Regions from separate parts of the Mus musculus genome. Here all the other regions are linked to region 2. The links are chromatin contacts, called in public promoter capture Hi-C maps. All regions are on one chromosome and are shown on one strand. Each heading gives the region's core, a stretch centred on a gene start, on an enhancer-like site or on the middle of the called end of the contact. The rest is flanking DNA. Distances are from core to core; before and after follow the strand shown. Region 1 overlaps Hspg2 (perlecan (heparan sulfate proteoglycan 2)). Region 2 has its middle 11 kb from the start of Gm52681. Region 3 overlaps Usp48 (ubiquitin specific peptidase 48).

Evidence for each region. Capture Hi-C pulls out chosen DNA fragments and counts their contacts.
Region 1: a contact with region 2 is called in a promoter capture Hi-C map of adipose tissue. The contact joins two enhancer-like sites. A contact is called at or near these places in 2 of 484 Hi-C or Micro-C datasets (embryonic stem cells and ventricular fibroblasts), 1 of 115 datasets of contacts at active chromatin or transcription factors (embryonic stem cells) and 3 of 9 other capture datasets (adipose tissue, liver and pancreatic islet).
Region 3: a contact with region 2 is called in a promoter capture Hi-C map of adipose tissue. The contact joins two enhancer-like sites. A contact is called at or near these places in 1 of 115 datasets of contacts at active chromatin or transcription factors (pancreatic cancer cells) and 2 of 9 other capture datasets (adipose tissue and pancreatic islet).

The regions. Positions count from the first base shown.
Region 1 is chr4:137,525,025-137,529,203 of GRCm38.p6, reverse strand. Hspg2 (perlecan (heparan sulfate proteoglycan 2)) reads right to left here. Exons shown (of 97, transcript NM_008305.3): 34 at 307-399; 35 at 1-41. Among named protein-coding and RNA genes, the nearest start is that of Mir7018, 11 kb to the left of the region's middle. Within about 2 kb of position 1,698, at least 14 of the 459 cell types and tissues checked have an H3K27ac peak or open chromatin away from gene starts, as enhancers often do. A contact at or near this core is called in adipose tissue, where this site is marked.
Region 2 is chr4:137,395,629-137,399,793 of GRCm38.p6, reverse strand. It overlaps the pseudogene Rpl31-ps10. Among named protein-coding and RNA genes, the nearest start is that of Gm52681, 11 kb to the right of the region's middle. Within about 2 kb of position 2,818, at least 45 of the 459 cell types and tissues checked have an H3K27ac peak or open chromatin away from gene starts, as enhancers often do. A contact at or near this core is called in adipose tissue and pancreatic cancer cells, where this site is marked.
Region 3 is chr4:137,626,783-137,630,945 of GRCm38.p6, reverse strand. Usp48 (ubiquitin specific peptidase 48) reads right to left here. Exons shown (of 27, transcript NM_001355588.1): 15 at 2,701-2,772. Among named protein-coding and RNA genes, the nearest start is that of Usp48, 35 kb to the right of the region's middle. Within about 2 kb of position 1,410, at least 26 of the 459 cell types and tissues checked have an H3K27ac peak or open chromatin away from gene starts, as enhancers often do. A contact at or near this core is called in adipose tissue and pancreatic cancer cells, where this site is marked.

The DNA of each region.
Region 1 (4,179 bases), core at 449-2,948, 130 kb before region 2:
TGTAGTGCTGGCTGGGAAGCCACCAACATGATGTTATTGCCCTGCAGAGACACCAGCAAGGTTAGGAAGGGTACTTAGGGCAGGGGTACCCACCAACCCCAGGCTCTCCCAACCACTTGGACTCTCGTCCGTCCACACCCCCAAGCTCATGCGTCTGCCCACTGTGCCCATGGACAGCAGCCAGGCTAAGAACTTGGGAGTAGCCAGCCATGCAGTGGCAAGGAGACCACATTGGCTAGCTGGGTATTGGGACCGTGGCTTCCACTTACTCTTCTGCCTGACCACGGTGGATTCTAATGAGCTCACCGTAATCTGGATATCAGGGTCCAAGAGTGGGCTGCCCTGTGGCCCGGCTGTGTAGGAGAGGGTGTACCGCAGCTTCCCGCCATAGGCTGCCACCTGTGGAGGGACAAGATCTCACAGGTAAGGGGCAGAGCCTCTTGCTCCTGTGTGTCACACCCTAACCTCAGAAGGCCAGAGCTCGCACCACAGAGAGGCTGAAAGGCCCTCTCAGTTCCTCTCCAGCCTTCCTCATGAGAGGACATCTTTCCCTCCCGTTCTCCATTGCCTGACAGTCAGTCAGCAAACTCTGAGTCCCTTTTTATGTGTAGGCATTTCCCATAAAATGACAAGAGTAATAGCAGTGAGACGCTGCCAAGATCAGAAATTTTAGCTCAGGGCTTGGGGTCTGCATGGGTTCGGAGGCCTCGTCTCCTAGGTTTCTGGCTTTGGATCTGTCTAGAATTTACTTCCTTCTTTCTGTGAACTACATCCTTGTTCTCTCTCTCTCTCTCTTTCTCTTAAATTATTTACTTTATTTTAGGTGTGTATGTGTAGTACAATAATCCATGAGTGTATGGAAGCCTGTGGAGGTCAAAAGAAGCCTTAGATCCCTGGCACTGGAGTTACAGGGGGTTGAGTTGCCATGTGGTTGCTGGGAATTGAACCTGGGTCCTCTGAAAGAGCAGTCAATGCTCTTAACCTCTGAGCCACCTCTCCAGTCCCCTCCTTGTTCTCTTTATATAACAACCTTCTGGTACGCACGGGTCCCTCCCATCTGCTGTGGAGAGCAAGCCAGCCAAGCCTGCCCAATTAACACGGTTCTAGATCAGGAAGGGAGATGGGTGGGGTCCGTCCCAGTGTGACCAGACGCAAGGTGGCCATGTATTCCTCTTCCCAGCTGGGGAAAGGACAGTGCACCTGGCACACCTCTTTCATTCGGGACAGGGAAACTCCTATCTCCCATGGGACCAGAAGCAACACAATGAGAAAAAACCCCCTATGAGTGTCTGTATCCAGCTGTCATCCTTGGACCCTGTGGTTTCATGAGCCATTCTATTGTTTGATTGTTATTGTTTATTTGTTTGTTCTTTATTGTGGACAAACCACCTGGACTTGTGTCTCTGTAGGCATGGTTAGAAGGTTTAGTTTTGTAAAGGGCTCATTCACCCTGGCAGCTGAGGTCCCAGCTCTGACCCCTGGACTTTCTTCCCTCTCCTTCATCACCAGGGCAGACAGCTGGCTGAAAACTACCCAGCACAGAGTGTCTGTCTGGTTCAAGTGCGTTCATTCAGTGGGTGAATATTGATCAAACACCAGTTGGCTACACGCCAGGCCCTGGGTGACATAGGCCCCAGGGCTATTCTCTTAACAACCCAGGGTGTGGTAAGAAACTTATTAGAACAACCAGATTACAACGGAAACAACTGGATTCCTGTTTGTTTTGGATGCCAGTGAGTTCACAGTGTCATCTGGGAGCAGCTTTCTAGGAAGTGGAAGGCGTGTGCCACACAAGGATGTTAGTCAAGGTCTAGAGATGCCAGCTCTGCTGTCTGGACAACTGTGGACACGCTTACTTTGAGCCCTACTTCCCTCACCTGCAGATAGGAGAAAAAATACTTTAAAGGGCACCTCGAGGATTACATAGCTCAGGCCACATACAGGGACACACTCATCTTAGTGCAGAGAACACACTTGAAGGCCAATGGCTCTCCCCTTCTTATGGTACCCACCCAGATTCTGGTAGACTCTTACCTCACTTCCTCTGGACCTGCTTGGCCTAGACTGGCTGCTGATTGCAGTCTTACACGTGTTAATCAAATCCTGCCTCCCTCCTCCAACTGCTGGCGACCAGACCTGGGCCTTAAGCATTCTACCACTTACCACTAAGTCAATGCCCTGATCCCAAGGTATACACAATATGAAGAGGCTCTCTCTGTCACATGGGGACAAGGAGGCAAGGTAGGAGCCATATCAACTTGAATGTTAATGTCAGGGTAACAGTAACAACACCCAGGATGGTGGCGGTGGCTCTGTTGGTAAAGTGTTTATGTGCAAGTGTGGGGACCTGGGTTTGCTTCTCAGAGAACTGCCCCCCCCAAAAAGTCCTGGGCATTCTAATACTGGTGAGACAAAAAGAGTGACCCCAGGGACACCGTGAGTGGCCAGCCTACTCCGGTAAGCTCCAGTCCAGTGAGAGACTGTGTCTCAAAAAAACAAAGAATAACAGCGGGAGTTGTCCTCCAGCTTCCAGAGGCTCATGTGCATATGCAAGTGTACACACACACACACACACACACACACACACACACACACACACACACACGAGAGAAAGACAGCGACATTCAGAGTGCAGGACTGGTAAAAACAGTGAAGAGTTCTGGAAGGCCAGCCCAGTAATTGCCTCTGTACTGATAATACAGCACCCAGCAAGTGCCTAATAAATGCACCCCCTGACACCCCCCCCACACACACACACATGGCCCTTCCACTTCCAGGTTACCTTGTTCCCTAGGAAGGCTCGGGGCAGCTGCCAGTAATAGAGGCTTCCAGGCAGCAGAGAGAAGCCCTCGTAGGAAAGTGAGAACTAGATCAGAAGAATAGAAGGGAAGAATGGGGTACAGGCGCCCCAGCAGGGACCCAGAACCCACCCAACCCCACAGCACACGCCCACCATGCTCTCTGGGTGACCTGCTTCCTGCTATGGGCCCAGGTCCTCTAGATGTTCTTTCTAAGCATGGTCTTGTTTTGCCTTGAATACGGTGTGTCCTTCCGGAGGACCCCAGGATCAGTGGGGCACATGGTAAACACCTAAAACTCCAGTGGCTCTTCTTATGTATGTATGTATGTATGTATGTATGTATGTATGTATGTATGTATTTACATATATGTAAAAATGTAGCTGGAGCTGAATGTGAAGGTGCACACCTTTAAATCCCAGCATTTGGGAGGCAATATGCAGGTGGGTCTCTGTGAGTTTGAGGCCAGCCTGGTCTATCCTGGTAAGTTCCAGGACAGCCTTGGCTACATAATAAGATCCTATCTTGAAAGAAAGAAAGAAAGAAAGAAAGAAAGAAAGAAAGAAAGAAAGAAAGAAAGAAAGAAAGAAAGAAAGAAAGAAAGAAAGAAAGAAGGAAAGAAAAAAGTAGCCAGAAAACACAACAATGTAGCCACAGGATTGTGGATGTAACTCATAGCTTTTACTCAACTTGCATGAAGCCCTGGCTTCCATCCAAAAGATGGGATAGAGGGCATAGTAGCACACATTTATTATCCCATGACTTTGGAGATAAGGCAGGTTGATCAGGAGTTCAAGGTCACCCTTGGCTATAAAGTAGTCAGCCTGGGCTACAGCGAACTGTCTCAAAAAAAAAAAAGTGGTTGGGTATGATAGTGTGTATCTTTAATCTCCATATTTTGGAGGCAAAGACAGGAGGATGAACACAAGTTCAAGGCCAACCTGGTCTCTGTAGAGAGATCCTGTCTAAAGAAGAAAGAATAAAAGAAAAAGAAAGAAAGCCAAGTGTCAGGCAGACATGGTTAGTATCCCAGCACTTGAGAGGCTAAGACAGGATTCTGAACTTGAGGTCAGCCTGGGCTGAAGTGAGACTGTCTCAAACCATAAGGATAACTATAATTGACTCCCTATCTGGTGTGATTAAAGTGGCGCCTGAAGTCAATGATAGTCCAGGGAGTCTCATGGAATAGCAAACTGCTTTGGAAATGGCTAGAGTCTAGGAAGCATGGTGGGCGGGCCCCTCAGTGAGTGACGGGGTACATACCTGAGAGTCTGCTGGGGAAGACAGAGAAGTGGAGGAGGAGGAGGAAGAGGAGGAGGGAGAGGAAGAGGAGGAGGGGGGACCTGCTCGTAGAGCGGCAGCTAGCTGGGGGCTGGGGTGC
Region 2 (4,165 bases), core at 1,569-4,068:
GCTTTGGTGTCTCAGAGCTTGAACTGTAGGCAGGAAGCAGAGAGTAAATGAAGAGCAGTGTGGGGAACATTTCTCATTCAACCACAACGCAGTGGCAGGCAGAGCTTTTTGAGTTGAAAGCCAACCTGGTCTACATAGCAAGTATCTGGGCAGCCTTGGCTACAGAGGCTCTTTGTTTTATTTATTTATTTTTTCTTGTGTATGTGTGTACCCTGTTGCTGTCTTTGGACACACCAGAAGAGGGCTTCAGATCCTATTACAGACGGTTGTGAGCCACCATGTACTTGCTGGGAATTGAACTCAGGACCTCTACAAGAGTTTTCAGTGCTCTTTACCGCTGAGTCATCTCTCCAGCCCTGTGACTCTTATGTCAAAAACAAGAAAAAAAAGGTAGAAAGTGGGGACTGACATCTGAGGTTGTCCACTGACCTCTCTCTATAAGTGTGCTGTGGCATATACACGACTGAACTCATACAGAGCACACATACATGCACACACACATGCACACACACATGTATGCATCCCCCTTGTGGGGGTGGGGAAGAGAGAGAGACAGAGAGAGAGAGAGAGAGAGAGTGCATACAAGTGACACACTTAATGTAATTAAGGTGGAGAACCCACAGTACTCTTCCTTATTCTCCCCAGAGGCCATCAGTATTTGGGTGGAGTTGGGACACATAGCAGAATAACTCTTGCCTGCTCCCTGCTCCCTTGAAGGCCTTTCGCCATACATTTTCCCTTGGCTGACATGAAGCTTAGAGAGATGGGGAGTCTTGCTAGGCTCTCCTTTTCACTGTCGTGGCAGCCAGTGGCTGCCGGTCAACCTGGTGCCAGAGTGAGGAGGAGGCATCAAACTGAGCACCGTTGTCTCCTCATGGATACTTATGGACACAATCAAGAAATAGTTGTCACTGCCACTGTAGTGCTGGACATTGTTTGTTATAGCTGTGTGGACTTTACCTACCCTAACTAACGGAGGAGCTTGGGGTTCATCTTTCTTTTTTTTTTTTTAAAGATTTGTTTATTTATTATATGTTAAGTACACCATAGCTGTCTTCAGACACTCCAGAAGAGGGCATCAGATCTCATTACGGATGGTTGTGAGCCACCATGTGGTTGCTGGGATTTGAACTCAGGACCTTTGGAAGAGCAGTCGGGTGCTCTTACCTGCTGAGCTATCTCACCAGCCCCCGGGTTTCATCTTTCTAATCTAGGGTGCTACATTTTATCACACTTACAAATATCCACAGACAATGTACTATATGGTTTGGGGGGTTTCTTTCTTTCTTTCCTTGTGTGTGTGTGTGTGTGTGTGTGTAGGGCAGAAGTCAACTTTGAGGGGCTGGTGAGATGGCTCAGTGGGTAAGAGCACCCGACTGCTCTTCCGAAGGTCCGGAGTTCAAATCCCAGCAACCACATGGTGGCTCACAACCATCCGTAATGAGATCTGACTCCCTCTTCTGGAGTGTCTGAAGACAGCTACAGTGTACTTACATATAATAAATAAATAAATCTTTAAAAAAAAAAAAAAAAAGAAGTCAACTTTGAATGTACTATCCACCTGCTGTTTTGTTATTGTTATTGTTGTTACATTTATTTATATAGGTCTGTCTGTCTGTCTGTCTGTGAGTGCCAGTTACATAGCACACATGTGGAGGTCAGAGAACCATCTTTGAAAATGGGTTTTTGACTTCCAATCTGTGGGTTCTAAGGACTGAACATAGGTCGGCAAGCTTGACAGCAAGCCCCATATTTATCTGCTGAGCCATCTCGATGGCTGTCGTTTGTTCTTTGAGACAGGGTTCCAAACTGGGACCCAGGACTCATCAATTAGGCTAAGCTGGTTTAGCCAGCGAGACCCTGAGATCAGCATCTCTCTGTCTTCCCAGTGCTATGATTATAAATGTATACTACCACACTCAACTTTTTATGTGGGTGCCAGGGACTGAACTCAGAACCTCATGCAGGAATGCCAAACACTTCACCAGCTGAACACCTAATCGGCACCAATTTTGATTTAAAAAAAAAAAAGCATCACTAAACAATAAAAGACAGTAAATCATTTTGTTGTTGTTGTTGTTATTTTTGGTTTTTGAGACAGGGCTTCTCTGAGTAGTCTTGACTGTCCTGGAGCTCTCTCTGCAGACCAGGCTGGCCCCGAACTCAGAGATCTGCCTGCCTCTGCCTCCCAAGTGATGGGATTAAAGGCGTGTACCACCACAGCCTGGCAGTAAGTGGATTTTTCAAAAAGCCCTTTTAACTTGTTTGTTGGCTGTGCTGAGTGAGTGTCACCGCATTGTGGCCTCCCGATGGCTGCCGGCCTGTGGTGAATGCCTTAGACAAAAGTTATTTTTCTCTGCCCTGACTTGTTTGATGAGCATTTAAAGCTGGGCCAACTTTCTGGGGTCACAAGCAGTGCTTGGGTGGATGTCCTTGGACATATCTTCAGGGGCACATGTGTGTGAACTCCCTAGGCTGTATTCCCAGAACTGGGACTCCCTGGTGGGACAGCGTTTGTCAGCTCTGCCAATGACCTAATTCTCCAAGATGACTGTGTCGACAATATTTTTCACATTTCCCACCCCCTTCCTCCTCTTCCCATCCACTGCCCCCGCGCGCATGGAATACGGCCCCACAGTTTTCTTCTAAAGTCATTCCTGGGATCTCAAGCCCCCCCCCCCCAAAAAAAACCCTCTTCCAGCTCTTTAAGGAAAAAAAAAAAAGAAAAATCCAACAACTGGTCTGGCAAGGGCCTGAGTCAGAAGGCAGCGGGGTAGGGGGCAGGGTGAAGCTGAGGAAGTTGAGAACCAGGTCAGGGCGTCCTTAATCAGTTTTACTGAGTCAGACCATGACGCCTGACAGAATGCATCCACAGGTGCTGCCAAAGCTGACCCTCCTCCACCTAGGAGAGTCCTTGGATAACACCCCCAAATGACTTCAAAATAAAGGTCAGGGAGACAGCTAATGCCTCAGTTGGCATAGCAGCGGCCCCAGGGACCCGCACCCAGCCCAAAGGAGGCTGGGAGCAGCTAAGACACATTTCTCACCACATACTGGCAGCAGCGAGTTAGGAAATTGCCTACATTTCAAATGGATCAATCAAGAATTTGATTTCATCAACAATCCTGTCTTGGTCTTCAGTCTCCCCCAGTCTCAACAATTCAAATCTCTTATAACCTGTTTTTAATGAGTCAAGATTAGAATGTCAACTTTTTTTTTTCTGCTTCTATTCTGTAAATCATTAAAAGAAACAATTTGCCGTTCGAAGAAATGAAAAATGTGGCATCAATACTTCTTTTCCTTTTAGAGTTGGCTCAGGGTGGTAATGCTTGCTAATCCACAGCTGAGGATGGGAAGTTTATATTCATATTAAAATCACCCAACTCAGTAATTCATCCTTTCAATCATGAAGGAGCTCTGGGGGTTTGAATGGGAATGGCCCCCACAGAATCCTAGGATTGGATGCTTGATCCCCAGTTAGTGGAACTGTTTGGGAAGGATTAGGGGGTGAGGCCTTGTAGGATGAGGTATGTCACTGGAGGTGTGGGCTTTGGGCCCTCTCCCTCCCTCCCTGCCCCCGCCTGCTGCTTATGGATAAGGACATAAAACTCCCCGATACTCCTCCAACATCATGCCTGTCTACTTCCCACCCTGATGATCATGGACTAACCCTCTAAAACTGTTAGCAGGCCTCCAGTTAAATGCTTTCCTTTGGGGGCTGGAGAGATGGCTCAGTGGTTAAGAGCACTGACTGCTCTTCCAGAGGTTCTGAGTTCAATTCCCAGCAACCATGTGGTAGCTCACAACCATCTGTAAAGGGATCTGATGCCCTCTTCTGGTGTGTTTGAAGACAGCTGCAGTGTTCTCATATAAATAAAAATTTTAAAAAATGCCTTCCTTTTGTAAGTTGCCTTAGTCATGGTGTCTCTTCACTGTCATAGAACAGTGACTAAAACAGGATCCAACAATTCTATTACCGCTCCCCAAAACTCTCAGAATAGCAACACTGGCTATGTGTTTAGAGTTTTGCTTTAAGAGATTTTCATTTTCTCTTTTCTCTTCTTTTTTTTTTTTTTTTTTTTTTGGCAGTTCTGCAACTTTATTTGACATGAGCAGGTTAGTTCTCATCCACATTGACCGTCTGTAGATTTTTGAATGTGGTAAC
Region 3 (4,163 bases), core at 161-2,660, 230 kb before region 2:
CCATATATATGAAATAAGTACATAAATTTTTTTAAAAAAGATAAGAATGATTCAATGGGGCTAGAGCTAGTTCAGTGGATAAGAGCCCTTGTTGCTCTTGCAAATGACCCAGGTTCAGTTTCCACCACTCACAAAGCATCTCACAACTATCTGTAATGAATTCCAGAAGATCCAAGGTTCCCTTCTAGCATAAACAATGATGCTCACATGTAGTGCACATCCAGGCAAAACACCCATACACATTAAACACAAAACACAGCACTTGATAAAAATCAGAAAGGATAATTCTAGTCAACCCTTCCAATAGAGTTAGCACCACTGCCAGCTCAGCAGCACACACCACAACCTCGAGGTGCTCCTCCCCCACCGAGCTCAAGTTCCAGCCACCAAAATGGACCCTTTAAAACTCAATTTTTCTCAGTGGTCAATCAATATCATTTGTTCCTCTTCTTTGTCTCAATCATGTAGCCATGACTGACCTGAATACTCTATATGAAGACTACAAAGAAGAACTGGCATCTACAAAACACTTAAAGCTTCGAGGGGGTCATCAGGGAAATAGCTCACTTCATCAAGGATTTGCTGACTAAGCTGTTCCCAGAGCCTATGTAAAACAGAGCCTGGGAGTGATGTCACACACTGCAACCACAGCACAGGGGACGCAGAGATCTGCTTGAACTAGCTAGCCAGACAGCCTAGCACAACAGTAAAGACTTTTAAAAAAAGAGAAAGCATCTCTATTAAAAAAAAAAGATTTATTTATTATTGTACATAAGTACACTGTAGCTGACTTCAGATGCACAGAAGAGGGGATCAGATCCCATTACAGGTGGTTGTGAGCCACCATGTGGTTGCTGGGATTTGAACTCAGGACCTTAGGAAGAGCAGTCAGTGCTCTTACCTGCTAAGCCATCTCGCCAGCCCAAGCATCTCTATTTTAAGACCGACTTTTATTTTATGTGCATGGTGTTTTGCCCGCATGTATATTTGTGCAACGCATGTGTGGTTGTTGCCCATGAAAGCAAGAAGTGATCACTGGGACCTTTAGAACTGGAGTCACAGAGAGTTCTAAAGCATTTCCAGCAACCATGTGAGTGACTGGAACCAAGCCTGTATCTCTCTGCAAAAGCAAGTGCTCTTAACTGCAGAGCCATCTCTCCAGCAGCCACTTTTAATAAAAGTGAAAGATGCCCATGGTTGTCCTCTGGTTCCTACTACATGTGCATTCATTTATAGACATATCACACACAGAAGTATACCCACATATACATGTACACCACACAAGAAAAATTACTCTAAGTTGGCAAAAGTCTCTTAAGAAGGAACCAAAGAGACAGGCAAGACAGCTCGGCAGAAAAGACGCCCGCCATACATGGAAGCCTGCCAAACCGGAGTCCAACCCCTGTGAATCATGTAAAAGCTGAAGGGGAAGACGACCTAAGCCCTGCATGGAATCATGCCCCTTACCGGAAGCTTAAGAACATACTATTTCTGCAGAGGACTGGAGCTTGATTTCCAGCCTAGCCAGTTCCAAGGGCTGCAATGCCTCTGGCCTCGGCAGACACCTGTGCTCATACACACTCACTCATACAGAGATGTGTGTTGAAAAGATTTTCTAAAAACAGATCTACTATGCTACAGGCATGGCAAAGGACATAGAGGTTAAAATGAGATTCAAAAACTCAATCTTAACCAGCGTTGTACACTTAGAAGACTGAGGCAAGGGGATTAATTTAAGCTTGAAACTGAGCCAGAGCTCAGTTTCAAAAAAGATTTGATTTGACAACCTATGGTACTGCCTTGGTTAGTTTAGGAATCTCTGTGTAGACCAGGATGGTCTGCATCTAATAGAGATCACCATTCAGCTGACTGCCACCTGAGTGCTGGGATTAGAGGGTTGCTCCACCACACCCAGCAAAAGAGGTTCCCCTGCAAGCCCTTCAGACACATCACACACCTGAATCCAGCTCTGTAAAAACTGACATAGATGCTCCCCAAGTTCGGTGTAAGCTTAGACTACAAAGAATGAGCCATGAACGAGCAGAAAAGGACATATCACCCTTAATCTACCAGATGGTTAATTGTCAGCCTCTGTCCTATAATCAACGTCCCTTCTAACCACACACATAAAACCTAAGCCACAAGGCTGACACGACTCATCCTCTGCCCTGAGGATGGGGACACAAGATAGAACAGAAATGGCTGAAGTAAGTTCTACACTGAACGCAGGTTTGCTGAGCCCTCTTCCTGCACGCAGTTCAGCAGTGAAACCAGCTCTGTACTTCCCAAAGAAGGAAAGGAAAGCAACAGCAGCCCTAAGCCCCCACAAGTGTGCTTAACTTCCAGAGCTCAGGCTCTGTAGTGAACAGAGACAGCACTGAGCAGCGACACTTCCCACGACCCACACTGACTCCTACAACAGTGGGGTAAAACCTACCTAACAGAAAAATGCATTTGGACTTCAGACTGGCATTGTGAGAGCTATTGTTAAGTTCCCAAATATTCGATAAAGAACTTTCAGGAAGGTGTTCTGACCCATACCTGTGACCCCAGCACGTGGGAGGTACAGGACTATATATATGACAAAACTCTAACTTAAAAATCTAAACAAACCATTAGGGTTACAACCTCAGTGGACGTGTAGAACAAGACCTGTCGAGCTGATGCAAAACTGACAACAGACTCAAGCTTCGGGCTTACCATGAGGACACAGAATGTCTTCATTAAAATTTAATTCCTCCTCCTCTTCTTTCTTTTCTTCCTTTGATTCATCTAATCAAAAGGAACAGAGAGTTACTGGTCTGGCTGGTGTGGTTCACAGGTCAAAGCAGCTTAAAGGAAACTTGAGATCACTCTAAAATCAGACCCCACGGCGGCGGCCTGCACAGCTGTGCGGGGAAGGGAGGGCTGCTTTTCCTTCCCTTAGAAGGGAAAACCTCAATCAATGACAGCTAATGATTTTGAAGAGTTATGAAAGAAGCCTGCTGTGATCCCAACACTGGGGACAATGAACAAAGAAAGATCAGAACTTTAGGGGGAGGAACTGTCCTGTGACTTTACTGAAAAAAGAAAAGAGTTGAGGCCAACCTGGTCTACAATGAGTTCCAAGACACCCGGGGCTACACACAGAAACCCTGAATGTCAATAGAGAAGAGGAGAGGGAGAGGGAGAGGGAGAGGGAGAGGGAGAGGGAGAGGGAGAGGAGAGAAGAGAAGAGTGGTGACATGCCCCTTTAATACCAGCACTCAGTAAGCAGAGGCAGTTGGATCTCACCCAGGAGTTCAAGGCCAGCTTGATCTATAAAGCAGAGTTCTAGGACAACCAGGGCACAGAGAAACCTCGTCTCAAAATGAATGAATGAATAAATAAAATTATAATAAGCCAATAAAATTTGCTTTTTCTAAATGTGAATATTTATTTACACATCCCACGAGCTCTAAGAAGTATCACGTGTGTGTCATTTGTCATTTGTCTCACCACCCTCTCTGAACAGAAACCTTACATGAGACACACGTTGATGTTTAAGAAGTCTCATTACAGTCAATACCTGCTTGTCTTTGCTTGTCTGCACTGTCACTATATGTAATTCTAGACCCTGGAAATGAATCAAAGGAAGAACTCTTTAACATTTGGAAACTAGACTAGTTATTCAAGGGCTTTCCAGGTTAAGACAGGAGACAATATTAACACACTAAAGCTACATCAAAGCATTTATTGCCAAGTGTGGAGGCACACACCGATAACCTCAGTGTATGGGAGGTAGAGGCAGGAAGACTGTAAGTTCATGACAGCCTGGGCTGTGTGCTCAGGAAGGTGCACTGCGCACTTGTAACTGCAGCAGTGAGCAAGGCAGGAAGATGCCAAGCTCCAGACTCACCTGTGCTACACTGTAAGTGCAACACCCTGCCTCTGAGCAGGACTAACACATATAGCTAGGTGGGGTGGGGAAGAGGAAGGAAGGAAGGAAGGAAGGAAGGAAGGAAGGAAGGAAGGAAGGAAGGAAGGAAGGAAGGAAGGAAGGAAGGAAGGAAGGAAGGGCAGAAGGTGAAGGCCATCCTCAGCTATAGAGTTTTGGGAGCAGCCTAGGATACAGGAGACCTTAATCTGTTTAAAAAAAAAAAAAAAGTAAAAGGGGGAGGGTAATGTTTAGTGTAGAAAATAAA